4 separate regions of the Sus scrofa genome follow, and all the other regions are linked to region 1. Evidence: chromatin contacts called from public Hi-C and HiChIP or PLAC-seq data. All regions are on one chromosome and are shown on one strand. The core of a region is the stretch at or near the end of the contact, and the rest is flanking DNA. Distances in the headings are between cores, read along the strand shown. Region 1 holds the start of GADD45A (growth arrest and DNA-damage-inducible, alpha). Region 2 has its middle 85 kb from the start of GADD45A. Region 3 overlaps GNG12 (guanine nucleotide binding protein (G protein), gamma 12). Region 4 overlaps LOC110261213 (a long non-coding RNA gene).

Region 1 (7,145 bases), core at 4,184-6,683:
TTTCTAAATCATTTGGTCAACAAATGTTCATTCAACACCTACTGTCTGCTGAGAAGTGAGCTAAGTACTGGGCTAGCAATTACAAACCAGACATTGATTGGTTCTTACCTTCAGGGAAGTTACAGTTTTATAGGAGAGGAACAACTCTGCAAGTTGGTTAATTTTATCTCCATTTTGCAGACGAGCAAAACAGGATGCAAAGGGACTAATCCTGGCTGTTCCTAGAGCTCCTTTTACCAAGCAAGGCTTCTTCTCCCCACTCTGCCTTCCCAGTTTAATTATCTTTGCAGAAGGGTTTTTAACCAAGTAACTGGGCAAAAGAATTGAAATTTTTTTTTTGTCTTTTGTCAAGGCATATGGAGGTTCCCAGGCTAGGGGTCGAATCAGAGCTGTAGCCGCCAGCCTATGCCACAGCCACAGCAAGGCAGGATCCGAGCTGCATCTGCAGCCTACACACCACAGCTCACGGCAACACCGGATCCTTAACCCACTGAGCGAGGCTAGGAGTCGAACCCGCAACCTCATGGTTCCTAGTCGGATTCGTGTCCGCTGCACCATGACGGGAACGCCCCAAAATACTTTTACTTTAGTGGGAACGAGGAAAAAAATTCTGTTTAAAACTCACTGCTCTCAATCTTTGGATAAGGTAAGAAACAAATATTAACTACCAGTTATGTTTTGGATTGAGCACTGGCTTAAATAAGACACAAGTCTAAACAAGGCCTAAAGCCCCACATTTCTAGTAGATGTGGAAAAACAGAAACTTAATTGCAAGGTGAAGGGCTCATGAGGCTGTTATTCCTAAGATATGCAGAAACTTCGCGCTTTTTGTTACTGTTAGCTGTTTTTTTGTTGTTGTTGTTTGCTCTGCTCTGATTTCTACTTTTTCCTGATTGTATGTAGTCAGGACAAGGATGAGAGACAGATGGCAGGGGAGCCATGGGGGGTTTGAGACGTAGGCAAAAAAAAAAAAAAATCCTGTGGACTAAAGCTATATTTGGCCTCGCCTCAGTGGGCATTTTTGCTTTCTTTGGCTGTATCTACAAGAGGTTGTTGCATTTAATTATCTAGTGACCAGTTCCAAGTAAAAGATGACAGTTCTGCTGAAGCCTTTCATTTTTTTTTGCTCTCTTCCTCCACCTCACCCATCTGCTGTCATTTAACCAAACCCCAGAGAACCGAAGCAGAAACGTTCTGCTGGAAGGCACACAGCTCTAGAAAGAGAATAAGAGCACCAGACTCGGGCCACTTCCCTGTTCCCTGCTTCTGCTTCTGCAAAATGCACAGCCTTGGACTGTTACGGTCACTTTCTAATTGGCCTTCTTACCTACAGCTGCTTATCCCAGTAACCCGTCTTTCAGGCCCCAGCGTTATCTTCCTAGAACACTGATCACGTCACTCCCTGCGTGAAGGCCTCTGCAGTCTGGCCAAAGTTTACAGAAGGAAGCCCAAATGCTAAGGGTGACACAGAATGCCCTTCAGTCTGGGCCTGATTCCCACCTACCTTTTCAGCCTTATCTTTCCCTTATCTCTTTACACCAGAGGCACACACAGAATCGCTCTTTGTTCCCTGAACAGGTTTTGGTCTAAGCCTCCACACCTTTGCAGAAACTGGTGCCACTGCTAGTGATATCCTTTTCCTGTTTTAAGATCCATATAAAATGATCACTCCCCAGGAAAAACTCCACTTGTCTAGCAGGTAGCTTTGATCACTCTCTCTCCCTTCTTTTTACCCAACATGTTGCACATAATCTTATTATAGCACTAGTGTCATCAAACTGTAAGTATTTACTCAGGTTTTGCAGGTGCAATGTCTAACACTTCTTTTCCTTAAGTCCAACCCCAACTCCTCTTAAATCACCTTTGTTTTTCTCACTTTGGATATAGTGTAGAGCAGGCCATCGGTAATGTTTGCTCAAGAATAAATAAAAAGCAAAATTATGCCCCCGTCTGGCCCCCAAATGTTTAAAAAGTGGAAAAAAATTATGTATACATGTACAAACACACACAGCTATATACAGAAATGCACATACACCACATGCATATGAATTCAGAAGGGTTTTAATTTTTTCATATTAAAACAACTTCTTTAAAAGAAAGTCCAAGTTAAAAGAAACAAGTGTACACATTAAGAAATGATGCAATTATTCCATACCAGTTTATTGTAGGTATTGTGTTTCAAAAAAATTTATAGCATAAATAACCTTTCATGTCATAAAATAACTTAGTACAATTTATAATAAAACTTTGAGAATTTAACATCTCATCAAAATACAATAAAATATGGTTTTAAAATATGATTAACCCTTTCTGCTTTTTTTACTTGAGGGCATATAAACCCAAAATACCCAAACTACTGCTGAACATTTAAACTTTAACAAAACATATTTGGTTTATTTAAATGTAACTCCAACCATCCTAAATTAATACATAGTTTTGTTTTCCATCCTGCGTGGTTCTTTGTAATTTTTGTTCCTTTTGACTTGCATTTCTGTTTCCACACAGCTTCCTTCTTCATTTTTACCTCTTTCCATCTGCAAAGTCATCTATCTTCGGGCTCCTGGATCATGTAGTTGAACTCACTCAGCCCCTTGACATCAGTTTCTGTAATCCTTGCATCAGTGTAGGGAGTAACTGCTTGAGTAACTACAAAGGTATTTCAAAACTTCAGTGCAATTTGGTTCAGTTATTTTCATTCAGATGCCATCACCGTTCAGGAAGATTAATCACTGGAACCCACTGATCCATGTAGCGACTTTCCCGGCAAAAACAAATAAGTTGACTTAAGGCAGGATCCTTCCACTGCGATGAATGTGGATTCTGGGAACAAATTTAGAAAAATAAATTTACTATTAAAAAAAAATCAGCATTTGCTGCTAATTACACCACTTTTGAGAGGAAAATGCCTGAACATTCAATACTTTGGCTGTATGACTTGGAGACCAGTTCCAAGCATAAAAAGTAAAATTTCTAAGTGGTCGAGGTTTCTTGCAAAATCGTTAAGGATAATTCTTTACTAAGCTGTATTCTGCAAAGACTGAACACATGCAAAACCCACTGAGCCATATATATATATATATATATGTATATGTATATATATACACATACACACATATATATGTGTGTATGTGTGTATATATGTTTGCATGATAATATTTATTCATTTTTGCATGTGAGTTATTATTCACAGGCTTGTCCTACCAAACTTGTACCTTGGCAGAGACCTCAGTGAAACAACTGTGAGAAATATTTCCATGCTGTGCTACTACAAGGTGAGAGCTGCATAGCAGTTAACTAGGATTGCCACCTGTTATCCTCCCAAAAGAGAGTAGTATTTTTCAGGAGTAGCAAAATAATTAGGCTGCCACTTAAGCAGATCAGCCAAAATGCAATAAAAGGTACAAAACAAAACTATCACATTGACTTCTGTAAACACAAGTTCTCTACCTACCAAGGTTTTGGTTGGTTTATTTGGTTTGGTAGATAGAGGAGGCGCCATTTAAAAAAAAATGCAAAATTGCACACACAAAAAAATTCCACTCTATTCTTTAAGGTATTTCTAGGGAATTAATAAGGTATGTCTCCTACACCATTTCTATTTTTAGCTCGGACTGGCAGAGAATGAGGCTGACTCCTTAATGAGGGTGAGCCAGGAATTTATTTGGCTTTATCTAATCTGCCCTGCTAAAGGAATTAGTCACGGGAGGTAGTGCAGATGTAGGTAGGGAGTAGCTGGGCTGACAATGCTGACTCACAAGGATCCCTTCCGCTTCTGGCAGCTTCCAACGTGCTTAGACATGTTCTGTACCAGAGAAAATCCCGATGATGAAACTAGCACATCTCGGCTGAAAGTCCAGCCACACTCTATAACAGGGCAAAGGCGCCTCGTTCTTGACCGCCACCCATTCCAGATCTGCAATCAGGCGACTCTTAGCCCATCTGGACTTCCTGCCAGGACTCTAACCCCGACCTGGCTGCAGTCCCCTTCTCCCTTACCGTCACCAGCACGCAGTGCAGGTCCGGGGGCTGCTCTGCGCCCTCGCTCGCGGTGGGGCCCGCGTCCGTCTCCAGGAGCAGGAGCTCGGCCAGCCGGCCGGGGTTGCTGACTCGTAGGATGTCGATGTCGTTCTCACAGCAAAACGCTTGGATCAGGGTGAAGTGGATCTGCAGAGCCACGTCCCTGTCGTCGTCCTCGTCCGCCGCCAGCAGGCACAGCACCACGTTATCCGGGTCGCTGCGAGCAGGGACCCGGCCGGTGAGCCCAAAGGCACGACCCGCTGCGTGGGAGCCCGCACCCCCCGCCCGGGTCGAGGGGGATCGCGCCCTGGCCCGCTCGCTGCCCCTCGGACAGACACGGGGCAGGTGGAAAGTGGCAGGAAGGAGCGCTGCAGGGTGAGGGGCGCCCCGCGAAGGCGACCTCCCGGGGCTGAGGCGGGAAGGAGTACCACGAGAGACACCCCAGGGCCACACTTACACGTTAAGCAGCTTGGCCGCCTCGTACACCCCGACGGTGATTGTGCGCTGACTCAGGGCTTTGCTGAGCACTTCTTCGAGGGCATCCCCCACCTTATCCATCCTACGAGCAGGCAGAGCGAAGAGGGTCCTGTCAGCCCGGGGCCACGCCTGGCCGTTACCGCCCCCTCGCCCTGCACCCTCCCTCCCGAGTGCAAGGGCCATCGCGCACTCGGCCTTGTGCAAAACCCGGCGCTCTCCCGGCTGTCATCCTCCCATGACCCCTCCTACGTCCAGAGTCCTGTGAGAAACCCCGTGAGTGGCACCCGCCACCCTCTCCTGAGGGCAGTGCCAGTCGTTGGCGCTGGGCTCAGCCACAGGCTGCCGGCCTCAGGAGCCACAAGGGCAGGGATGGTCACTTCTGCCCTTTGCAAAAGCTTAAAGGGGTTCGACCGGCGTGGAAGGGGGGGCACGCTCTTTACGTCCACGCGCGCCTCTGGAGTGTTCCCAGGGAAGAAAGGCGGGAGAGAAGGTGCCCTCGGCAAACTTTTAACCTCTGGCCCCCCGAAAACCGTGCACAGCCCAGCAGCGCTAAGGTGCATGCAGTGGACGACGAGCAGAGCTCAGGCAGAGGCGCCGGCCCACTTACCTTTCAGTCTTCTGCTCTCCAGCCGAGAATTCCTCCAAAGTCATATTGCAACTGCAAGTCCCCTACTGAGAGAGAGCGGCGTGCGGGTTGCTCCTGCCACCGCGAGCGCGCGGGCGCCTGTTCTCTGCGCTCCCTCGTAGGCTACTCCAGCGCCCGCTGCCGCCGCGCCGTCCGCCCCTCCCGCCCCACTCGATCGCTCGCTGGCCTCCTTAGGGCTCGCGGGCCCCCGCCTCGCCTCGGGCCACGACACCGACACGGCAGCTGCCTCACAGCCACTGAAGGACAAAGGCCCCGCTCGCCAGAGTTATCCTGCCAACTCCCAGCCAACCAGCACCCGCTTTATTTGCATACGCGCAGCTATTGGGCTATGCAAATCAGCCTGTTCCAACAATTTGACCCCAGCTGCTGAAACAAGGCTGTGAGGAGCGGAAGGGGGAGGAGCCACGTGAAAGGCGAGCCTAAGGGGCGGGGCTGGGCCGGGGCAGGGAAGGGGGGGCGGGGTCCCGAGCGGACTGTCTTAGCCTGAAGGCGGGGCGGATGGGAGAGGCGGTGTTTGCGGTGGTTGCGGGGGTGGGGGGGGTGTCTTCAGCTTGGGCTGGAGTAAGCTGCCAAATGTTTTTCTAGTTGGTGCACATTTTTTTTCTTTATTGTCGTTTCATGTCTTTTGTGTTTGGGGGCTGCTATTAAGATCTATTTTCAGGGTTAATGCGTCCAGGTCTAGTAATTCTTAATAAGCAGGTTACATAAAAAGTGTCCAGACCTCTGGGGCAAAGTTTACCTCAGAAGTGTTGTTTATTTAAGTTTCGGCAAAGCTGCTTATTAGTAGTAGTATTATTTCGGTGCCCTGATGGCTGGTTTGATTTATTTTTGGAAGGTTGCAAGGGTTGGAAGCTCAAAAAAGAAAAATCAACACATTTGTGTCTGGTGGTGGCAGGGAACCAAGCTGGAATCCTTTCCACACAAAGCGGAACGGCGTCCCACCTGCCCGGGGTAACTCTGGAAAACCATGTTGAGGAGGAGCTGGTTACCACATGTGTGTATCCTAGCCTTACAGCCCCAGTTCACCTTTCTCAGACAGCCTTTCCCAAAGGAGGATCCTTCTGCAGGACACCAGTTAAGACACAAATGTCTGACACCCACACAAGCAGTGTGTCTAAATTCAAGATGCTTTCAATATGCCCTCAGCTTCCTTGCATAAAGCAAGTATGTCACTACCTTCCACAGGGAGCCTATGATCTCACTGTGAATTGTTGATGTTAGAGACTGAATCATGAAGCTGCAGTTATAGGACTTTTCAGTCATATGCTAAAATTTCACCTTTGAGGTAATGGCAACTTGTGGGTGGAAAGAAAGCAGTAGTTATACATTTTTTAAAAGCCAGCTCGAATGTATAGATTTTCACTGAATAGGTTGAAAGTTCTGTCCTTTGTTTTACGAGTTTATGCAATAAATTCAAAAATAAGTGTTAAACCTACTGAAGTCACCAAAAGTGGTAAAAATGCTCACTTGCATTCAAAACGATGCTTGCATCCGACAAAGATCACAGAAGTAATTTTTTGCTAAGCTACATGAGTTTTTGCACCCGTATGTTTGCATCATTCTAGACAAAATATTCTCCAGCTCTCTTGATCTTAATTTAGTGGAAAAGAAAAGTGATCGGTCAGTTTTCTGGCTCATTTATTTGAGCTGCCATTTTGCACTTAATCCCTAACTGCGTTGTCAGCAAGGGACAATGTTTGAGTAAAGGAATGGTGCCGGCCAATGCATAATTTACCCAGGAGTGTAAGGTATGTTTCATATCTATATCTTAGATTCTAATATACAGTATCTTTGTTAAAGAATTCCTTTAAGCTGATGTGTATGTAGGTGCTGAAGTACATTCAGTTTTGCAAACAAACCTGAATTATGCAACCTGGCCTGAGTCGTCATTCGGAGATTGTTGAACTGTGTTCTGTGGAACTCCCAAGTTTCTATCCACCAGGCCTTTCTTAGAGGCTTTTGGAAGAAAGTGTGATCACAGCAAGCTGACCAAGAATTAGGGAAT
Region 2 (7,079 bases), core at 1,799-4,298, 85 kb after region 1:
CCTGAAAAAGAATAGATATATGTATAACTGAATCACTTTGCTATATACCTGAAACTAACACAATAAGTCAACTATACTCCAATATAAAATAAAAAGTAAAAATAATAATTCTGGTGACTGCTGGATTCTCTGTGGGTAAGATGGGCGGGGACAGGGGTAGGGGTGGAGCAGGAGCCCCTCCCACCCCTTGGCCTTTGCCCAGAGCTGTTTTTCTGCAACTGGCTGACCTGAGTTGAGGTCGCTCTTTCCCTCCCTCCCCCGCCCTTGCAGTCTCCAGCTCCCTGCAGCCTGAGGGGAGTCTTATGTGTGTCCTTGAGGGCCCAAGTCTGGGGATTTCTCTTTTCCCTGCCAGCTCTAATCACAGGCCAAAAGGAGCTAGGGACATGTTTCTTAGCGTTCTGGAGACCAGTGCTTTGCCACCTCTAGGGTACTGGTTCCCGAGTGGCCCCAGACCAGCAGCAACTGCAGTACCTCATTAGACATGCAAATTCTCGGGTCCCACCCCAGACAACTGAGTGAGAAATTGTGGGGATGTGGCATCGTCCTCAACTGATCAGGCTGCTACAGCAAAACACTGGATGGTTTATAAACGACAGAAATGTATTTCTTAGTCTGGAGGCTATAAGCCTGAGATCGTGGGCCGGTGTGGTCAGGCGAGGGCCCTCTTCTGGGGCACAGACATCTCACTGATGCTCGCATAGTGCAAGGGGCAAAAGTCTCTCTTTCAGTCTCTTCTATAAAAACATGAGTCCCATTCACGAAGCCTCTGCTCTCATCGGTTAATCATCTCCCAAAGACCCCACTTCCTAATACCATGGGAGTTAGGTTTCAACATACGCACTTTGAGGGGACACATTCAAACTCTCACAGAAGAAACAATTTGTGTTTCCAGGATTCCAGTGCAGTGGTTTGAGGACCACTGATCTAAGCCTTAGAGTCACTCCAAAGCAGTGGTTCTCAAATAGGTCTGTTTTCATCCACCCTTCTCCCCTCCATGGAGACATTAGGCAGTGTCTGCAGACATGGTTGGTCATTGCAACTCTGAGATCGTGGTGCTACTGGCATCTAGTGAGTGGAGGCCAGGGGTGCTGCTCACCCTCCTTCACAGGGCAGCCCCCCATCCACAAGAATTATTTGACCAAAGGGTCAACAGTGCAGGGGTAGGGAACACTGCTCTAAGGTAGCCCCATTCCCCCATATCCACCCAGCTCTGCCTTCCTCTTTCCTAGCTTGTCTACTTGGCACCCAGCAGTGGATAAAAACCAGCAGGCCAGCCTCTGACAGGAAGCTGTAAGGAAGACAAATGAGACACTGGGAATCTGCCTCCTGGGTGAGTCCCTGCACCAAGGAATACAAGTGCTGACTTTTACAACCCAGCATGGTAAATGTTATGGTCAAGAAAATATCAAGGAAGTGCTCCCAATTCAAGCTGGGAACATCAGGGAGGACTTCCTGCAGGAAGTGGCTTCTATGCTGAATCTTCAAGGCAGGGCTGGGATTCATCAGGGAGGGATGGATGGGGAACAGCCTTCCTTAGGGAGCACTTACTAAGGTCTAGTCACTATGCTGAGTGTTTTATTATCTCATTTAATCCAGAAAACACCTTCCAAGGTTGATACTATTATTATTTCCATTTATAGATGAGGACACTGATGTCCAGACACACTAAATAACTTGCCTAAATCCACAGAGCCAGGAAACACTGAAGCAAGGATTTGAAACCAAGTCTGTAGATCCCAAAGCCTGGCAGGAAGTGATTGCCTGACAGAGGGCAAAGGAGGCAGATGGGGAATTCTTTTAAAACACCATTAACCCTTGTGTTATAGGCTGAATTGTGTCCCTTCAAAATTCATATGTTGGGGTCCCAATTTCCAGTCACTCAGAAGGTGGCTAGATTTGGGGATAAGGTCTTCCAAGAGGTGATTGAGCTAAAATGTGACCATCAGGGCTGGCCCTAAACCAATATGAGCAATGTCCTTAGAAGGACATGGAGGAATCAGAGGGAAGACAGAAGGAGACAGCTGTGTTCAAGCCAAGGACAGAGGCCTCAGAAGAAACCAAAATTGCTGACCCCTTGATCTTAGACTTCCATCCTCAAGAACAGGGAGAAAATGAATTTTGCTGTTTAGCCTCCCCCCCCCCCCCGCCCCCGCCGGTCTATGGTATTTTGTTACGGCAGCGGGAGCAAACTAATACATCTTGTTTTCTCTTTGGGGACATTGTTTCGACAGAGGGAAGACTTCAGGCCTGTTGACTGTCCTTTTGGTTGTTTTCTGCTGTAAAATAAAAGTGGATGAGAAATCTAGGTCTCTGTCCCCTTCTCTTCCCAACTTGACCCATGGGTCCCATGCCTAAGGGGCATCTGTTCAACCAAAGCTGCCAGGAGACCATTCTTCTTTCTGGCTTTTATAAGAGAGGAGACAGAGAGGATTGCGCAGTGCATCCCAGCTGGGGAGGAGAGCTGGACGGGCCTTACGTGGCAGAGGCTGATTCTCTGAGGTGAAGGGGTGATAAGAGTTCTGAGGGTGCCACAAGGAGGACACGAGGCCCATTTCCTTGCAGCACCACAGGGTGTGACTGTTGCCATGACTCACCAGGCCCACATTCTCTTGCTACAGAGCGCTGGCATCTCAAGGCACAGTTCACGGACATCTCAGTCGCCACCACTGTGGATCCAGGACTGAGGGCAAGACCGCCAAGAAGTGTGCCTTTGCTTATGGGCCTTCGAACCCATGCTGCAAGTGGTGCAATTAGCACCCATACAAGCTGAGCTGGAGTCTCCCATCAGCCCAGAGGGATGAAGGGCCCAAATTAGACTGAGGTGAACTTTACCACGGAAAAGAAAACAATGTGATATTTTTGCACATCCAAACTTGTGCATTGAGAGGCAAGCCGAACAGGCTTTATTTTCAGACCCGGGATACAGACAAGCAGGGCAGAAGCCAATTCCAGGCAAACTGAAAACACTTCTGTCAGCAGGAGAGACAGGGAGCCAGAGAGGAGGAGGAGTTGGCGACCCAGTGTTTTTCTTCTGGCTCTGCCGCTGTCTCCTGGCTCTGTTTTGTCTCCTGACTAGACCTAATTATGCTTGTCATCTGCATCAGAAGGATGGGGCTGAGATTAACAAGTTAATGTGGGTAAAAGCTCTTGGAGCTCAGTAGATGAAAGGAGATCTAATTAGCAAGGCCAGCAAGGACCGCAGGCTGGCAGAGGGCTGGCCAGGGTGGGCTCTGCCCCTTGGACTCACCAGAGAGCTCCTTATAGCTCCTGGAAGGGGCTTCTGCAGATTCCACCCAAGCCTTCAGTACCGAGAGGAAGACCTACCTCATTCTCCTGCAGCCCTAGAATTCTGTGATTCTTCAGGGGTGGAGGGAAAAATGTGTGCACCTGCTCTAAACTGAAACAAGGGAAAGGGGCAACTCTTATCTCTCTTTTCGAAACATAGGCTGATCTGCATGAACAGCGGTTAATAATACACAGAGGTCAAGTGAGTTCCGTGAGTGAGCGAGAGGGACGTAGGGTCAATCCTGCCAGCCACTTACTATATGTGAGAATTTAGGCAGAACACTCAATACCCTCGAGACTCTGGTTCCTCCTTTGCCCAGATGGGAATAATACTTCCTACCTCAGGGCTGTGAGGCTTAGATATGTTCATGCTGGACCCAAATACATGTGTTTTTAAATCAATAATAGTAGTGCCCGGGATATAATCACTGCTTGAAATATTGGTTGGCTTGAACTCTTTCATTTAAAGAAAACTGCTTATCTATGACAGGCAAGGGAGAATGGGTACTGTGTATCCCAGGGGTACAATGCTGAGCCATAGACACAGCTCTGCTCTCAGAGAGTTGATGTGTGTATCAGATGACAACTCCCATAAACCCTCAAATCTTCCCCCAGTGCCTTGCTTCTACTCTTAAAAGGCATCACTTGGGAATTTTTTTTTTAATTAAAAAAATCCAGAGTTCCTGTTGTGGCTCAGCAGGTTAAGAACCTGACATAGTCTCCATGAGGACGCAGGTTCAATCCCTGGCCTCGCTCAGTGGGTTAAGGATCCAGCGTTGCTACAAGCTGTGGCTAAGGTCACAGATAAAGCTCAGATCCAGTGTGGCTGTGGTGTAAGCCAGCACTTGCATCTCCAGTTCGACCCCTAGACCAGGAACTTGCATATGCTGCAGGTGTGGCCATAAAAAGAGTTTTAAAAATATAGCCTAAAACCTGCTCATAGGTCTGTCTGGCTGAAAGAAAAAGACAGTTGATTCTATTCTAAGAATTAAAGGGGATGATGAGTTTAGAAGACCCTGAATTAGCCAAGAATCTTTACATGTAAATGCTGGAGTAACCCTTCCCCTTGGACTGAGATAGGTTATCCAGAGTTTCACCTGTTATGTAAATGGAAGCCTGGGGGGCTTGGAAATGGGGGAAGAGTTTGTCCTTTGTCTCCAAAAAGGACCAGTTTCCACTGGCCTCTTTCCTTCTGGGCACTCACTTATCATCATGCAGCATAGCACAGGTCAGTGTAAATATTTTGTTAATGGCTATCTCTCCCAGTGGGCAGTGACCTACTGGAGGGCGGGGTCCCTGACCTGGGGTTCCCAGTTGAATGTCCTGGGCCTGGTGCTGCCTTCTGCACCTGGGCTTAAGGCAGGCAGCATTTCCTGAAGTTCTCCTGCAGGAACTCTAGGAAGTACTCTTATCCAGCGCTTTTTGTACGTTTAGAATATGAGGAATAGGAGGATTCCTGACTTGCTGGCAATTCTACAGCAAGAATTCTACAGCAGTTCTAAAGCAGAGCCATGACTCAGAACACACAGCCACACTGGTCCACGCCACCATGCTGGCAGATATTTGTCAGATATGTATAGGATGGGAGAAGGGGTGCAAGGGTTGGATGGACAGATGGGGACTTAGGTGCAACAGGGCCCATGTTCTAGGCTTGTAGGCTTCAGTGCTACATTCCCCAGAAATGCCCCAGAAATATTAGGTGGTACAGGCTAGCCTCTGCCCATTAGCTGAAGAACCTTAGGCAAGTTACCTCATATTGTAAAGCCTTAGTTTCCAAAATGGTGATTTAAAAAAAACAAACAAACAAACAAACAAACCAGCAAATCTAGACCAAATAAGATACTACTTCACATTCCTTGAGATAGCTGTTTTTTTTTTTAAAGGAAATAGAACAAGTATGAAGAAGGATGTCAAAAACTTGGAATTCTTGTACCCTGCCAGCAGGAATGTGAAATGACATAGCCATTATGGAAAACAGCTTGCCATTTCCTCAAAAAATTAAAAATGGACTGACCATATGATCCAGCATTTCCACTTCCGAGTAAACACCCAAAAGAATTGAAAGCAGACTCTCAAAAAGATACTTGTAGACCTATGTTCATAGTCTCATTATTCATAAGAGCCAAAGGGTAGAAGCAGCCCAAGTGTCCATCAAAGATGAATGGATAAACAAAGAATGGTATATACATACAATAGAATACAATCCAGTCTTTTTTTTTTTTTTTTTTTTTTTGGCTTTTTAGGCCCGCACCTACGGCATTTGGAGATTCCCAGGCTAGAGGTCTAATCAGAGCTGCCAGTCTACACCACAGCTCACGGCAACGCTGGATCCTTAACCCACTGAGCAAGACAAGGGATCGAACCCACAACCTCATGGTTCCTAGTTGGATTCGTTTCCACTGCACCACAACTGGAACTCCAGAATCCAGTCTTAAAGAGGAAAGAAATTCTGACCCATACTACACCACGGATGAAACCTAAGGACAATATGCTAAGTGAAATAAGCCAATCACAAAAAACTAACACCACATAATCCCATTTATATGAGGTACCTAGCAGAGTCAAATTCAAAGCAACAGAAAGTAGAATGGGTTGCCAGGAGCTGGAGGAGGAGAGAATGAGGAGTTGTTTTTTGGTGGCTACAGAAGTTCAGTGTTGTGAGATGAAGAGAGTCCGAGACATTCCCAACCAGGTGAGAATGGTTAACTGAATTAACCTACTGAACTGTACACTAAAAAAAATGATGAAGATGGCAAATTTTGTGTTACATGTATTTTATCACAATTTTAGAAAGAATAAAAGAAACAAATGGGGAGTTCCCATTGTGGCACAGCAGAAACGAATCCAACTAGTATCCATGAGGATGCGAGATGGATCCCGGCCTTGCTCAGTGGGTCGGGGACCCAGTGTTGCTGTGGCTGTGGTGTAGGCCAGCAACTGCAGCTCTGATTTCAAGCCCTAGCCTGGGAACATCCATATGCCACAGGTTCCCTCCTAAAAAGCAAAAAGCAAAAAAAAAGAAACAAAAGAAACAAATGAATCTACTTGGGAGGAGTGTTATGAGGATCAAATAAGATAAAGTCTGGCAAAGAGTGAAGAAATGCATTGCCCAATACCTTAGGAACCCCCTCAGACTGCATTTTAAGAGAGGGTTTCTATCCCTTTAGCCCTAAAGAAGTGATGAGCACTGCAAGACTTTTATCCAGTGTGGCAGGCCACACAGAGAGGTTTATTGTTGGGGGTTGTTTGGTTTTGCCTCTTTTTTTTTTTTTTTTTTTTTTTTTTTTTTTTTTTAAGTAGAGAGGACTCTGGGTGCAATTGCCAACTACAAAGCAGACACCTCTTACCACCCACAGCCCACAGGCCCAGGGAGTATTTGGAACTAGCTTCCAGGCAGGGTAGGGCAAGAACAGGGCCTGATGGGGTGAGGTCCCATTTTTCTGTCTCTGCCAGACACTGGTGCCAGTTTGCAACCAGCTGCCGGCATCTTTCGGTGCTGCTAAGAAAAGTTTCAGGAACTCTCACCAAGTCAGAAATGCCAGGCCTGCACCCCAGTCAGTGCCCAGCACAGCCATCTGCACTGACTCCCTGCACTGTCTGCAGAGCAGGAACGATAGATCCCATCTAGGGAGCCCTTTTGTGTCCATGATCTCATTTAATCTTTACAACAACTCAATAGGGCCTTCTATCTCCTTTGTAGGTGCGAAATCTGAAGTTCAGAGAGGTAAAGTGACTTGCCCAAACTAGCGATTGGAAAAAAAACTAGACTTGAATTTAGATCTGGCCAAAGCTGT
Region 3 (7,602 bases), core at 3,653-6,152, 75 kb before region 1:
AAAATACTAAATCAATTAGAACAGGACTAGCTAATTGTTGTCAACATATGTGTCATCTACAGTTGATTGGAGCCAGGTGTTGAAAAGGGCTATTAATGAACTCATGTCTGGGCCCAACAAGAAAGAGCACAGTGATCCATTAGTGATGTCTGCCATGGGTGTAGTAGGAAGAAGGGGCAGCATATATGCCAACATCTGCCATCCTCAAATTAGAATAAGAGTTCAAATAACTGTAATCATAAAACCCTGCATACTTGGCATTTTTCAGAGACAACAATGCTCTGTTTGTGTGTGAAGGTTTTGAAAGTAAACAGGCATACTTTCAAAGCTATCTATTGGACTTCAGGGTCCATTCAGCTGAGGGTCCTTTACTTGCTAGACAGCTGCTCCCATCCCGAATCAGAGCTGGAAGCAGAGCAACGTCCTGAAACACTAAGGAACGATGAATCAATTAACCCTACATTGATGAAGTTATATTTCTCCCCGTGGATGGGGAGGAAAGAAACATGCGTTAGACCTTCGTGACGAGCTTATGTAAGAAAAGGGGCTGCTAAGGAGAACATCAGTTATTCAGAGCTTCCCATGAAAGGGTCAGCCTAATCAATCAAGGATGAGCCAGGAGCACAGGGGGTGGAGAAGAGACCGCGGTTCCTTGTGTCTTGGTAATAACTCTTGCTGAAAGACAGCTGCGATACAAATGCACTGGTACTTGTCACGCTGCACGGTCATTAACCTGACATCTCTGTTGCGCCGTGTTAAATGCTGATTTGGGTTAGAAAGGCAGCCGTGAACTCTAAAGGATGGGGAGAGGTGCATTTAGTACGTGAGTTTATTAGCATGCGCTATTCGAGAGAGGTTCCTGTTTGCTTGCTGTTATGGTTTGGCTCTTCTCCAGTATTCACAGGAGGACCTTTATACCAGTCTTGCTCTTCATGCTGGAAAATCAATTAGGTGTATCTTTGGGGGATGCTCTTGAATGGAAACAAGGGCCAAGGTATGGCTTGTATGGTTACCTGTGTTTAGGGAATATTATAGGGAGCAGTGCAATAGCAGGTATTTGGTACAGCTCCTTTTTTTTTTTTTTTTTTTTTTTGGTCTTTTGTCTTTTTGGGGCTGCACCCATGGCATATGGAGGTTCCCAGGCTAGGGGTCTCACCGGAGCTACAGCTTCCAGCCTATGCCAGAGCCATAGCAATGCCAGATCTGAGCCACGTCTGCGACCTACACCGCAGCTCATGGCAACAGCGGATCCTCGACCCCCTGAGCGAGACCGGGAATCGAACCCGCAACCTCATGGTTCCTAGTCAGATTTGTTTCTGCTGCACCACGATGGGAACTCCGGTGCTTGTACTTTTGTACACATGGTCCCAGACACTGCCTCCCTGACCTGTTGGAAGGCCGCATCCTGGACAGTGGATAGTGCTTCCCCAGACCACACGGCTATCTACACAAAAATATAAATGGCCAGTCTTCGAGGCCATGATTTTTACTCCAGGTCTTTTTCGGAAATAGACTATGAATGCATGTATAGGAGGGTGTATGTATGTGTGGTTGGGAAATTCCAGGTAACCTAGATGATAGTTAAACACTGTTGAAAAAATATTTTAATAAAAAGCAAAAGCAGAAGGGCATGCATCTTTTTTTTTTAATGATCAAAAATAATTCCTTCCCTCTTAATGTTATTTTTTAAGTATCTAGTGTATAGATTATTGCCTGATGCTACGCAAAGTGTTGTAAAATAGGAAATACATCCGATAAGGGGGAGGGGTGCAGTCCGCACAAGTCAGTGATGCTGTAGCTGAGTCATTAAACTGAAAGAACTGAAATTTATTCTGCGCATGTACTTGCCAGTCTAACATGTGTCCAAGGCAAATGGCATGGCTCAGTGAGAAGGATTGTAAATATGTGTAGCATATTCTGAGAAGCGAGTGGACCTAGAAACCCAACCCCCAGTGATACCACCGTTTCTATGGGAAAATATGCCCCTTAAGCGCCTTCTTTGAAACCACCTTTTGAAACCCTGCCGATTTATAAGTTGGGGGTTAATGATATGAAGCGATCACCTACTGATCTGTAGAATTCTCAGCCTGAGTCCATCATCAGGCATTTATTGAGTAACTCCTGGGTGGATTACACCCTGATAAGCATGGCAGGGTGAAACAAAAGAAATAAAGGAGCGTTTCTGCCCTCAAGAAGCTTGTACCCAGCCGGAGAGGAGAAAGCATGCCTGCAGAGCAACCTGAGAGCATTCCCAGTGCCTGAGCTACAAAGCTCGGGTCCTGAGGGCAGCAGCCTCAAGGAGGGGAGCTTGTCGCTCTTCACTTGTCATCCCCAGAGGCACACCAAAGACTCTCCAATTCTTCCCGGAGAGCCTCGCACGCACAAGCGTGAAGCCACGGCTGCAGTGAATGTCATATGACTCCCAGATGCTGAGCAATTGGAAACCACAACTGGCATGTGCCATTACCTTATTAGGAAGGGTTCGGGCTTCTCTTTTTCTCCCCCTACTTTTTCTTTCTTTCCTTTCTTTCCTTCCTTCCTTCCTTTCTTCTCCCCACCCACCCCCCAGCCCCCCACACCTTAAAGGTAGGCTCTTGGCAATCTGGATAATGGTGTATCCCCTGTGCCCCAAATTCCAGCTCCAAAGCACACCCTGGTGAATATGGCTTTCTGAGATGTGGAGCCTGACTTTATGTTCTGTGTCATTTTCTGGGAGTGTCTAGACACGAGACAGACCTTAACCAGTGACTCGGGATGGCACGCAGGCTCCTTGCCTTATTTGTAAGGCAGAGCTGCTGCTTTTCATTGAGCTCAAGCCTTGAGGTCACCAAAAGGGAGAAGGGACATGGGGGGAGGGAGCAAATTGGCTGTAAAATTCCTGAGTCTGGGGCTGTGCTACAGGCCCCTGGGAATGCTGACAGCCTGTGGAGAGGGGAATGTGGCTGGGGCTGGGCTGCCAGGTAAGGCCTCCAGATCAACCACTGTGTCCTGATTGGAAATGCCTTAAACACAGGCTCTTTGCTCCATTCTGTACATTGCCTCTGAGAAGTACAGAGGGTACTTCCCCGGGGCTGAGTCAGCAAATACTTGCACCCGAGGCTTCCATATGATGCTGTTCTTTAGCTTCCTGGTTACTCCTGAGGCTGTAGGGGAAGGAGGGGGGGCACGCCTATCCAGAGGGTTTAAATAACAATAATAATGCAAACTTTCATGGAGCATTTACTGTGGTCACCAATTGGAAATGCTTCATAGGCTTGTCTCATTCAAATCTCTCTCAGCCCTTTGCAAGGTTTTTACATAATTATCTCCATTTGGCAGATGAGAAAACTGAGGCTTAAGAAGGGCAGGTAACCTAGCCACTGCTAGTAGGTGACAAAACTGAGCTGCAGACTCAGATGTGTCTGCCCTCACATGGAATTGCCAGATGGCTCTGCCTCTGGAACAACTTTTTTTTTTCTTTGTCTTTTTGTCTTTTTGCCATTTCTAGGGCCGCTCCAGCGGCATATGGAGGTTCCCAGGCTAGGGGTCCAATTGGAGCTGTAGCCGCCAGCCTACGTCAGAGGCACAGCAACGCAGGATCCGAGCCACGTCTGCAACCTACACCACAGCTCACAGCAACGCCGGATCCTCAACCCACTGAGCAAGGGCAGGGATCGAACCCTCAACCTCATGGTTCCTAGTCGGATTCGCTAACCACTGAGCCACGATGGGAACTCCTGGAACAACTTTTTACCTACAGTTTCTCACAGAGCTTTCTTCAACTTAATTCTGCATTATTGGGCAAGGAGAGGAACTCCCCCACCGCCCGGCAGTGAGAAGAGGGAGGGGGCTTGGAAAAATAAGTCGAGATGAATTCATTTTGAAAAAAGGAGGATTTGAGAGGGAAGTGCCCCGTTCGTCTACAGAAAGGAAGAGGCTCTCCTGGACGCTGTGTGAGGGAAGAATGCGTGGAAATGAGTGGGAGAAACAGAAAGTAAACCAGGGCAGGGCAGGATCCAATAGAAGGAAATGGGAGAGTCAGCAAAGAAAGGGGCAGTTCCTGCCTCCGAACTCAGCGCGTTAATGATCAGCGGCTCCGCAAACGCTTCAGTCCTCGCGTGCCCTCCGCGGTATGCAGAACTCCCTCCTTGGGGCGTAGGGGGTGGTTGCTCTCCCCAAAAACAAAACCATGACATTTAATTCTGAGTTTCTGCAGGGACTGGATGAAGTCACCACTGGAAAAACAAGAATGGCAGCGCATGTTAATTCTTTCAGGAGCCCTCAGAGGGTGCAAATAAGACACTGCCACCCCCGGGGAGAGCCTGCGGCCCTTCCTCCACCCTCTCTCCTGGCTGCCCCCTCCCCCCCAGCTTCCTGCCCCCTTCTCGATGCCTCCATTGACGATCTCACATCCCTTGTGTTTCTCTGAAGAAAAAAAAAAAAAAAAATGTATAAAGGAGATTTTTGTAAAGCCAACTCTGTCTTCCCAGACGCCCCTGGTATCTTTGCTGGCCCTCTCTGACTTTCCTGTGAGATTGATCTCTGATTGGCCGCCTGCCTCCTCGCACTGCTTTCTCTGTCACCAGCATCTAAAAAGCCCGGGATCTCTTTATTGATCTTAAACCAAACTCTTAACTACCCAGGATTTCCCTTCTTCAGCAGAACTCTTTTGCAAACGGAAGAGCCCTTTACAAAGCAAATCGTGATCCCCTTTGCAGGACGACTTTTTTTCTTTTTTGTCCTCCCTAAAATGGAAAACACTCTCTGATCCCTGCCCTCCCTCTCTCCACCCCCCTCCCCCTGCATGCAGACTAAGAGTCTCTGGTTTTAATATAGCCAGTTCTGTAATTATTTGTCTTCTTTGCAGATTAGGAGACTGAAACATTGCAGCCACTCACCGCAGGTTCCCACTTGGCCCCAGTGAATAGAGCAACGCCCCACCATCCTTCTCCCCGTGGCCAGCAGCCTCAAGTCCCACAATATCTCTGCCTTGGCACGGGGAGCTGACATTGTTCGCATAGCGTACATTCCTGGACAATGGATCTATCCAATTTAACCTTCAGAGCACCCCCATCGGTTTGTGGGTGTCTGTTCCGGGGAGAGGAGGAGAGACAGTTCACACATGGTGCTACCCACACACGCCAGAATTCCAAATCTTGGTCCGCAAGAGATTAGCTGAAAACTGTGACACTCAAATGCACTGGGGAAGTCAATTGTTTGATGCAGTTCAGTTTTTTTTGTCAGGAAACAGATAGCGCTGGTACTGGCTTCTTTATAAATGCTCCCCACTCACTCCCCTCCCATTATATGACAGCCTTTTAAAAATAGCCCCATTTCATGTGGAATGAATCTTCATTCATTAAGATGCTATAATAACACCATCGTTCTTGAGATACTTTCTGGTTATGAGTGGTGCCTAATCAGGGAAACGTTAAAACTCTTTTCTCAAAGACCACGTCTTGTATCACCCAACACCGAGAAGAGTCTTTGTGTTTTTAAAGCTACATTTTTGCCGTTTTGTGTGTATGAAGTTGGGTTCCAGAAATGACCCCAGGAAAAATATAAATTAAAACTCACCAGTTTTTCTTCCACTTCTTTTGAGTGAATTATCCTCTCTTCCCCTCCCCCCCCCCGCCCCACAACCCCAGCCTCCAAAATCTTTTAAAATATGTTATTGGTTTGAGGGATGTCTAGCTGCCTTTTGCTTTCAAACTGAAGTTAAAGCTTTCAACATCCTTGTCACCCTCCTTTTATCTCCTTTCACCTCTCCCTGTGTCTAAGACGATGAACATTTTAGAACTTTGAAATCAAAATAAAATTGCAACGTCCCTGAGTTACTTACTGGTGCTCAGTAGGGCTTAAGCATGATTTTTTGCACATAATTTAAAAATCAAAACACCAACTGGCGGATTTAAGCCAAACCCCCCTATTTTTAGAACAGCATTAAAAAAAAAAAGGCAGATTTTATTTTCAGCCACACAGCCAAAGAGTAACGAAGGAGGAGGTTCCTGGGCATTCCTCCATCCCTCAGGGCAGAGCTGGAGTGACCGTCTCCTTGCTGAGAAGCTGCCCCTCTCCGGATCCTCCCCGGGGAACAAGCCACTTCCCAGCCTGGGTCCAATTGGTGACTGGGGGGAAAAAAGGATGTTGCAGGCTTAATTTTTAAAAACAAATCAAACCAAGAAAAAAAAATAGTGTTTTGTAACTTTCCCTTTAGTTCTGACAGATTTGTGTGATCCTTCAGCTTGGAGGTAAAGTGGGACTTCTTTAAATTAAGAACAGAGAAGAAAAGTTTCCTTATGTATCCTTACAATTATACCTTTGTCACCTGGTAGTTTATAGGGGAGTCAATTTTTTTTTAAAAGGACAAGGCTCTATCCTTTAATTATCCCAGTTGGTATTCAGCTTTAGAAAGTCAGCGTACCTGCTGAGTATGTTAATTTAACCACTTTGAGTATCTTAACTCTGCCGGTCTCCCACCCAGGCCACCTCCCCAAAGAATTCAGAGGAGTCTGTGATGTGTGAGAGCTTTGTACCTGCATATCAGGAAGATATTTCTGTCTCTGAGTACTTTGGCTTTAATTAAAATCTTTAGGTCAGTCTTGTTTTGCTCCTCCTACAACTTCAAAGTCATTTATTCATTGATTCATGCATTCCTACTTTCTGCTAATTCAGTCAAATAGTTTTTAAGTGCTTACTTTTCACTCACTAGGGAATATAGACAGAAACATCCTGCCTTCAGGGACCTTAGATTCTAGAGGGACCCACAGAGAAAGAAGGGGGGGTTATTCCAGATCATAGTAAGTCATAGAATTGTTGCCACAAATATTTGTTAAGGGTCCACCTACTATCCAGAAATAGATGTTCTTATAGAACTGTCTTTGGCAGGGGGCTTCAAATTCATTTTCTTATTGGTCTGTAACTCTGTGAAATACTGGGCCGGGGTTGGGGAGGGTTCCATTTTCTTCTTCTTGGAGGAGAGGAAATTGAAATTCAGAGAAATGAAGCTCACTCAATATCAAAAGTTAGACAGTTCTGGAGTTCCCGTTGTGGCTCATCGGAAACGAATGTGATTAGTATCTGTGAGGACGAAGGTTCAATCCCTGACCTCACTCAGTGGGTTAAGGATCTGGCCTGGCTGTGAGTTGGGGTGTAGGTTGCAGGCGAGGCTCAGAATGGCGTAGGCCAGCAGCTATAGCTCCAATTTGAGCCCTAGCCTGAGAACGTCCATGTGCCAAAGGTGCGGCCCCAGAAAGACAAAAGAAAAAGAAAAAAAAAAAAAAGTTATACAGTTCCTATGTGGGAGAACCAAAACCCAAGACATTTGGACCCATTTCTGTCCTCTCTCCCCTGTGCCATGTCACCTCGTCTCAACAGAGCTAGCAGCTTTTACGTGGGAGAACCAAGGCCCAGAAAAATGAAATTCCTTCTCCAAGTGGCACAGCTAATTCAAGTCCAATCTGGGATGAAAGCCCCAGACTTTATTCCGCACGTGTTCTTCAGTTTAACAGCTCAGATCAAAAGCCTGCTGGACCCCATAGCCAGTGTCTGTGCTGGGCTTACCGTGTTGGCCCCTGCAAGAACTTATGTATGTATGTATGTATATATGTATGTATTTATTTA
Region 4 (7,493 bases), core at 2,245-4,744, 120 kb after region 1:
GGACTGGCAGCTGGGATTAGCAGAAGCAAACTATTGCATTTGGAGTAGATAAGCAATGAGATCCTGCTGTATAGCACAGGGAACTATATCTAGTCATTTGTGATGGAACATGATGGAGGAAAATGAAAGAAAAAGAATGTATATATATATACACATGTGTGTGTGTGTGTGACTGGTTCACTTTGCTGTACAGTAGAAAATTGACAGACCACTGTAAACCAACTACAATGGAAGAAATAAAAATCATTAAAAAATAAAATGTTCTGGAGTTCCCGTTGTGGCGCAGTGGTTAACGAATCTGACTAGGAACCACGAGGTTGCGGGTTCGGTCCCTGCCCTTGCTCAGTGGGTTAACGATCCGGCGTTGCCGTGAGCTGTGGTGTAGGTTGCAGACGCAGCTCGGATCCCGCGTTGCTGTGGCTCTGGCATAGGCCGGTGGCTACAGCTCTGATTCGACCCCTAGCCTGGGAACCTCCATATGCCGTGGGAGCGGCCCAAGAAATAGCAAAAAGACAAAAAAAATAAATAAATAAATAAATAAAATGTTCTTAAACAAAAAGAAATCTAAGAGAGGAAATATGGTGTAATGGTTAGAGCATGGACTCTGGAACCATATTGCTTGGCTTTGAGCCCAGGCTTTGCCACTTACTGGCTGTGCGGCCTAGGGAAATTTACTTAACCTCTCTGTGCTTTGGTTTCCTGAACCAATAAAATGAGATCATGAGAGAGTCTGCCTCCAAGGGCCATTGTGAGGACTAAATGAGTTAGTAGGTGGAAAGCTCTTAGAACAATGCCTGGCACAGAGTGAACTCTTATATAGCTGTTAGATACTATCATAAAAGATTTTTCTAGTTGAACCTCTTTACGTTAGAGGTGAGAAACTGAGGTCCAAAGAAAGGCAAGTGACTTGTCCGAGAACACAAAAGGAGTTGAAGGTAGAATAGAACTGAGGGCTCTGCATCTATGAATCAATGTGTCTAGGGAATAAAAGGATTTATCGGTTGGCTTCTTGCCATGTGCCTGGGATTGTCCTAGATCTTGTCTCGGGAGGATGATCCATGTTTCCAGCTGTTGGATTGGGATGAAAAGATGTGTGCACAAGAACCAGCTTGAGCATTTCCCTAGGGGCTCAGCAGGTTAAGGATCTGGTGGTGTCACTGCTATGGCTCTGGTTACTGCTGTGGTGCAGGTTTGATCTCTGGCTGGGAACTTCCACATGCTGTAGGCATGGCCAAAAAAAAGAAAAGAAAAAAGAAAAGGATAAAGAAACAGCTCAAGACGAGTGCAATACAGAATCCATCCCTAACCCAGGAGCACAGTGAGCAATGGGAGGTGAGAAAAAGAGAAGATCAACCCGGGCTGGCTGAATCAGACAGGGGCATCTTAGAAGAAGTAGGGTTTCAACATGGGATCTCTAGGGTAGAGAAATAATCAGGAGAGTAGCTTTCCATTTTTGGAAAGTGACTAAGAAACACCAGACTCCCCAGCTCCACAGACACTCCCTACATATAATAAAGTGCAAGGGGCCAGCTCCTTAGAATCAGACGATCGGAAGTCCTGGCTCCATCACTTATCCTGTAAGTGATGTGGGCAGTCATTTGCTGTTTCTGAGCTTTACTGTCTTAATCTATAAAATGGAGGTAAAAATACCCTGTCCCTTGGATTGTTGTGGGACCAAAGGAGCTAGGACATGAGAGACACAGAAGACCAATTAAGATTAATACCTCCCCTTTTATGGCCCTCTTCTTTAGCCCATCAGATTGAAGAGTCCTTCAATATGTATAACAAGGGACAGGTTGTGAGCTGGAGACAGAACAAGTTAAATCATTAGAAAAGCTTAATTTTCTTTCCCCCAAGACCAGACCTTTTTTCCTCCGCTGGCAGGGAGAGGAGGGTGCTGAGGTTGCAGGGAACACAAGGCCTTGGAAAGATATGGTAAGGACGCAGAGGAAAGGTCCCAGAAAGGGAGAAGGGGAGCACTGAGGATGTATGGCCAGTCCCAAGTGGGGTGTCAACTTTCCCTTGGTGGAAAGGAAACATGGCAGCATGTGTTGAGCATGACTAAGTGCCAGGCATTATGCTAGATGCCAGGGATACAGCCTTGAACTATACAGGACTCTTACCCTGAGAGGCTCCAGTGTTTTAGTAGGAAAATAAAGCATATAATCCACATCGCAAGTACAAGTCAGAGAGCACAGAAAAAAAAGCATGATTAATACTATGAGGAGGTCATATGAAAGTGGATTTTGAAGGATGAGCAGGAGCTCAGTTCAGGGAGGCAATCTAAGGAAAGGCAAATGACATAAGGTTTATCACTGATAGAGTGAAAATGGTTTGAAAAGATGAGTTTGAAATATGAGGCTGGGGAAGGAGGTGGAGGCTAGATGATGGTTAGTCTTTATCCTGGGGCGCTGGGGGTCGATAAAGGTTTTAAAATGAATGGAGGATTGTGTCCAATTTTTAAGTTAGAAAGACATCCCTGGCAGCAAGATGCAAGGTGCACTGGAGTAAGGGCAAGCCTGGAAGCAGAATGCTACTGAAGACACAGTTTCTCTGGTCCAGGAGAGAAGATGAGGGTCTGAACCAGGACACCACATGGCCATCTTCTCAGAGATCCTCAACCGCGTGCAATTGTATCCTCTTCTTAATTCACAGCGTGTGGTTTTCCTCACTTGTGGAGCTGCGACCCTGGGCCATGTGTTGTGATTATCTGCATATTTGTCTTCCCTCCACTGCCAGGTCGGGAGCATTTTGCTTTCTCTGCACCCCTGGGCCGAGGAGCTGGTTCACAGTCGGCACTGATGTGTTTTGAGGGTCATGGGGTTTGGGAAGAGGGGCATGGGGTGAACACAGCACGTGGTCTAGTTCATGGCCAAACAAGCCCTCCAGGCCTTCTGTTCACTCACTTCCCTTCTATATTTGTCCTTAATCAAACTGTGCAAAGAAATCTTAACTGCCTTCTGTATTGTTTTGTGAATCAACAGAAGAGTCGTGCATGTTTACCAACCAGAGCTTTAAGGAAATAACACATAATCAGGGGAGGAAAAACCAGCTGGTGGTAGTTGGAGTTTGCCTGCATGATTGTTTGTTTCCCGTCTCATAAAAAAAGTTGATCTTGGTTCACGGTCTAGGGCATTTTCCAGAGATGAATTTGCCGGTCCACAAAGACGCTTGCGTGCAGTGTTATTTTCTCCCCTGCTCTTCCGCAATTTTCCCCTTGCTGCCTTCTGATGCATCTGCGTGGGCACAGACGGGGCAGCCCCAAGGTTAACTGGGGCCCAAACGTTGTTATCACCTGACATCTGCACCAACAGCTTATGTAAAACGAGCTGATTCCTGCAAGCACATGTCTCAGGCGGGAGCTGGGCCACCACCGGCATCCTGGAAGTTGTGCGCTGCCAGGAGGTGAGAACGAGACAGTGCGGAGGGCTGGGGCTGTGTGGGGCACTGGAAGGAGCTGCCTCTGAGAAGGGCTGGGACACGTGGGCAGAGAAGTCAAGTAAGAGAGGACTGCGAGTCCCGGGCAGCACCTGTTCCCAGGGAGTAAATAATACTTTGCCCTTGTCCTGCCTGTCGCCCAGCAGGCATCCAGTTCATCCTGCATTGTGGGCCGCTAGCCTCGCACCAGCGTGCTGCTGGTTTCAAATGTGCCTTGGAAAAGAAAGCAAAGACCCTGAGGGCTTCTGCTCCCTGCTCAGCTCGGTGCCCCTCCTGGACTCTCATTTCACAGCTGCTGCCCAACTGCAGGGCTCGCAGGGTGGGCCTGCCAAGTATTTGGAGCTGGTGCCTCTGGCTCTGGAGGGAAGTGAGGTGATGGGAGCAGAGGGCCTGAGATGATACTCGGCTGCAGTCCCAGGGGGAACAGGTGCTGGTGGCCGTGGCCTCATCCCATCCCCTCCCCTCTCCTCACCTCCCCCACGGCTCATGTCTCTGTTTACAGTCTATCCGCAGGACAATATTTGAAGTATTCGAAATATGGGTGTCATATCCTAAGACTGAATGCCAGTGCCATTGTGCAGAAGGAGAATTAGTAAGTTTAGAGACAGAGGAGATTAATCCGTCTGTTTGGGAATGAATCAGAGTCCAGCGATTAGGCTGCTTTGAAGGGACATCATTTTTCAGTTTAAGTAATAATGCAGTGGTTAAGGGCATACACACCTAGGTTCAAATTCCAGCCAGGCCATCCGCCTGCAAGAGGACTGCATTTTGGTAAATTCCTTTGTTCCCATTTGCTGGGTGACCCACTCATCCAGATTTGCCCAGGATTTTCCAAGTGCTGGGAGCCCCCTCAGCGAGCCCTGGACACCCCAGGAAAGGATGGGGATTGAGCTTAGCTCCTCCAGTGTGAAGCCTGAATAAGAATAGGGGTGTTTACCCCTGGGTCTGGCACACGCCAAGCACTCTGCTAGGCGAGCTAGCATGATACCCTTTGAGTACTCAAAAGTCATGGGATACTCAAGTCACCCAGGACCCGGGGGGGTGGGGGGGAGTGCAAGAGACAGAGTTGCAGACACTCCTGTTGCTGTACGAGCCCAGAAGCATTTACGCCTAGAGCCAGCCCTGTTAAGGAGCCTGTGTAACCTCTACCTATGAGGAAGTGAAGTCTTTGAAGGGCAGGACCTCCCCATTGTTAACAGCTGGAGAGGGAAGGACACAAATCTCCGACTCGGCTCTTCTCCATCAAGCCCTGAGTTCTTCTGCCCAGATGTTTCCACCCGCCTCAAGGCCGTTCACACAACACCTTGAGTATTGCACAAGCCTTTGCTCAAGCTGTCCCCTCTTCTGGAATGCCTCCAGCCCTCTGCCCTGGTCTGTTCACCCTCCATCTCCTCACCTGGCAGACTCCTACTTCTCCCTGGTACCCGGCTCAGGCATCTTCTTCTCCAGAAACCTGTACTGACCCTTCCCACGTGCCTCTACCCTCTTAACACCCCTTTGTGTCTCTGCTCCTGTGGTTCCCTCATAGTATTGTAATGACTTACTGACAGCCTGTCCCAGGAACCCCTTGACAGCAGGGACAATCTCTCTCTTTACACCTCCCCAGAGCCAAACATGGCTCCTGATGCATACCGGGTGCTCTGGAACTGAATTTGTTAAGGTCTAACATGATTGTTTTGTACTTAATAATCATAAAATAGCAACAATTCCTTGAGTCTTAGGATGCAACAGGCACTAGGTTGAGCATATATATTAATTATCTCGTAATCCTCATAAACTCATGACAGTTGATAAATGACAAACAGGAAAACAAGGCTCAGAGAGGCCAAATAACCTGTCCCAGGTCACACAGCCAATAAGCAGTATTTTCAACTAACACTCTCCTAACCTCTGGGTGCCTTACCAGTGTCAAACTCCATTCCTCGCATAGATGGGGCCCTGGGAACCAGCAGACAAAGTGAATGGACAGTGTGGGGCCAGGGCTGACAGTTATCCACGGGACACATGGTGCGGGACACAAGTGCACTGAAGTTGGGCCCTCATAGCCAGCTGGGGTTTTCAGGAGCCTCCGGCTCCTGGGCTGGCGCCGAAAGCCCTTCCTAATTCCAGGGCTTGTTTTCACCCTCCTGTCTTCCCAGCCCTTCTCATCCTCCCAGGCAAGGTGAGGTCTAAGAAAGCTGAGGAATGCGGCTGCATCATCTTCAACAAATTCTTTGCTGGTAAGACTGGGGGATTTTCCAGACAGTTTTCCTCTAACTGTTCCAGCTAGAGAACCCTGGGATAAGCTGCAATGACTCAGTCCACGGAAAGCCAGGGCCACTGAAGGTTCCCAGGAAGTCAAGCTGCCGTACCCACCCAGCCAAAGCAGGAAGTCACAGGCAGCCCAGGGTCCTCTGAGCCTCTGTGGGTGGATGGGCACAAAGCCAGAGGAATAAGCACTGCTGATAAGAGAGGCTGGGTCTGGAGGCGCCATGGCTCCCTTTACTACTGCTTCTGATCTACAAGAAACCTCAGCAGTGGACTTGGAGAGCGGTTCTGGGTTAGAATCCTTCCAGTGTGACAATGGCCAGGGATGCAGCCTATCTGAGCCTCAGGGTCCTCTCTGCAGACTCGGGGAAAGGGAACCTAATTAGAGGGCTGATGTGAGACTTTTAAAAAGTCATGTCTTCACAGTGCTGCAGGGACTTGACGGCAGCAGCTCTTATTACACGAGTGAAGGCAGGGAAATAAAATGAGTGGAGCTCCAGCATCTGGGGTGGCCATGAGTCCAACCCATTCCTTACTGCTCACCCTCTGAACAAGTCTGCCTGCTGCGCCATCGTGGCTGTGCCATCGTGACTGCACCCAGGCTGGGCAGCACGTACTGTGTTCCCTTGACCAGCAGCTCCCAAAGTGTGTTTTCTGCAGACCGGAATCTACAGGAAGGACTGGGGTGGCGGGAGCCCATTGTGTTTGCAGCGCGTGTGTTTCGCAGCCTTGGCAAGCTGCGAGTGCATGACCCCGCGATACTGTTGGAAGGGGACCTTTCCTCCAGAGGTCAGGCTAGGTCTGCGTTCTTGCCTAAGGAGGGCCTGCCTTTGAGAAATTCCTTCTTGACACCTTGCCGGAGGGCTCAGGAGTGCCCCGGTCTTGGCTGTGTCCCCTTCATCTTTCCCTCACCCACCCCCTTTGCTGGCAGAACTCGAGGCAAACGGAAAATCTGTGCTCAGGTGAAGAAAGATGTGTAATGTCTTAGATAACACCTGTTCATCTATGACTTTGAAGTATGTCAAAGAAAAGCCACATGACCTAAAATTGGTAATAACCTTTTAAGTCTTCTTGTCAAGTCAACATATAGCTATTATGCTGTGAGGGTTTGAAGGCCAAGGCGTATGAAGCCTTTATAGATGGAAAGGCCTGTGGAACTGATCTAACAGTTAAGAAGTGAAAGCCTCAAGAGGAGAAGTGACATTCTGAAGATTATCAGCCAGCTGGGAGGATTCTCTCCCTCTCTCTCCCTTCTCCTCCTCTTTCTCATCATCACCCCATGATGTGGCTGGTATGGTGCTGGGCCACACAAGAATACCAAGAATTAAGGGGGCAAGGAACCCCCTGCTTTCAGGAACCTTTCAATCTAGGAGAGAAATCAGCAGTTAAATGATGAACAGATAATCCTTTAGAGCACACTCAGGAGAAAGAGCAAAGACTTGGTGCAAGGCTGACATACCCTGCCTGGCTCCATCTCCTGGAACGGCCCCACTGCTCACCACCTGTGGGACCCGGCATGGGTTCTCCAGCTCCTGGAAGCCCCAATTTCTCCACCTAGAAGAATGCTTCTTAGGGTTTCTGTGGAAGCATGTCATGTAGTGCCTAGTACATACCAGGTGCTTAATACACTGAAGTGAAAATAAATCTAAAGCCTACAAAAATGTCACCTCTTCCTATTAGACTTTCCTGTGGGTACCCAGTTATTTGCACCATGGATTTACATCTGTTTTTCCCTTCGGTCCTCATGAGCGCCTTCAAAGATAACTGGGAAATAAATATTCATTGACTAAACAATGTAGAATAATAAA

The links. A called contact is a pair of places that touch in the nucleus more often than the background predicts. HiChIP or PLAC-seq counts read pairs in DNA pulled down with a chosen protein or histone mark.
Region 2: a Hi-C map of liver shows a contact between it and region 1, with 3 times the contacts expected there. The contact joins the enhancer-like site here to the promoter of GADD45A in region 1. A contact is called at or near these places in 1 of 5 promoter capture datasets (liver) and 4 of 47 Hi-C or Micro-C datasets (liver and skeletal muscle).
Region 3: a Hi-C map of alveolar macrophages shows a contact between it and region 1, with 3 times the contacts expected there. The contact joins the enhancer-like site here to the promoter of GADD45A in region 1. A contact is called at or near these places in 2 of 5 promoter capture datasets (fetal liver and liver), 26 of 47 Hi-C or Micro-C datasets (adipocytes, alveolar macrophages, blood and 15 more) and 2 of 2 datasets of contacts at active chromatin or transcription factors (alveolar macrophages and skeletal muscle).
Region 4: an H3K27ac HiChIP or PLAC-seq map of skeletal muscle shows a contact between it and region 1, with 5 times the contacts expected there. The contact joins the enhancer-like site here to the promoter of GADD45A in region 1. A contact is called at or near these places in 1 of 5 promoter capture datasets (liver), 9 of 47 Hi-C or Micro-C datasets (embryonic fibroblasts, fetal heart ventricle, liver and 4 more) and 1 of 2 datasets of contacts at active chromatin or transcription factors (skeletal muscle).

The regions. Positions count from the first base shown.
Region 1 is chr6:144,938,656-144,945,800 of Sscrofa11.1, forward strand. GADD45A (growth arrest and DNA-damage-inducible, alpha) reads right to left here and starts at 5,434. Exons shown (of 4, transcript NM_001044599.1): 1 at 5,102-5,434; 2 at 4,475-4,576; 3 at 3,997-4,234; 4 at 2,047-2,820. The coding sequence starts at 5,145. The coding sequence ends at 2,707.
Region 2 is chr6:145,025,678-145,032,756 of Sscrofa11.1, forward strand. No RefSeq gene overlaps it. Among named protein-coding and RNA genes, the nearest start is that of GADD45A, 85 kb to the left of the region's middle. Within about 2 kb of position 3,049, at least 16 of the 83 cell types and tissues checked have an H3K27ac peak or open chromatin away from gene starts, as enhancers often do. A contact at or near this core is called in liver, where this site is marked.
Region 3 is chr6:144,864,394-144,871,995 of Sscrofa11.1, forward strand. The region is part of intron 2 of GNG12 (guanine nucleotide binding protein (G protein), gamma 12); the gene reads left to right. Among named protein-coding and RNA genes, the nearest start is that of GADD45A, 76 kb to the right of the region's middle. Within about 2 kb of position 4,903, at least 44 of the 83 cell types and tissues checked have an H3K27ac peak or open chromatin away from gene starts, as enhancers often do. A contact at or near this core is called in alveolar macrophages, embryonic fibroblasts, fetal liver and 4 more, where this site is marked.
Region 4 is chr6:145,065,512-145,073,004 of Sscrofa11.1, forward strand. It overlaps LOC110261213 (a long non-coding RNA gene), which reads right to left. Exons shown (of 2, transcript XR_002345157.1): 2 at 2,998-3,236. Among named protein-coding and RNA genes, the nearest start is that of SERBP1, 120 kb to the right of the region's middle. Within about 2 kb of position 3,495, at least 21 of the 83 cell types and tissues checked have an H3K27ac peak or open chromatin away from gene starts, as enhancers often do. A contact at or near this core is called in liver, mesenteric adipose tissue, retroperitoneal adipose tissue and 1 more, where this site is marked.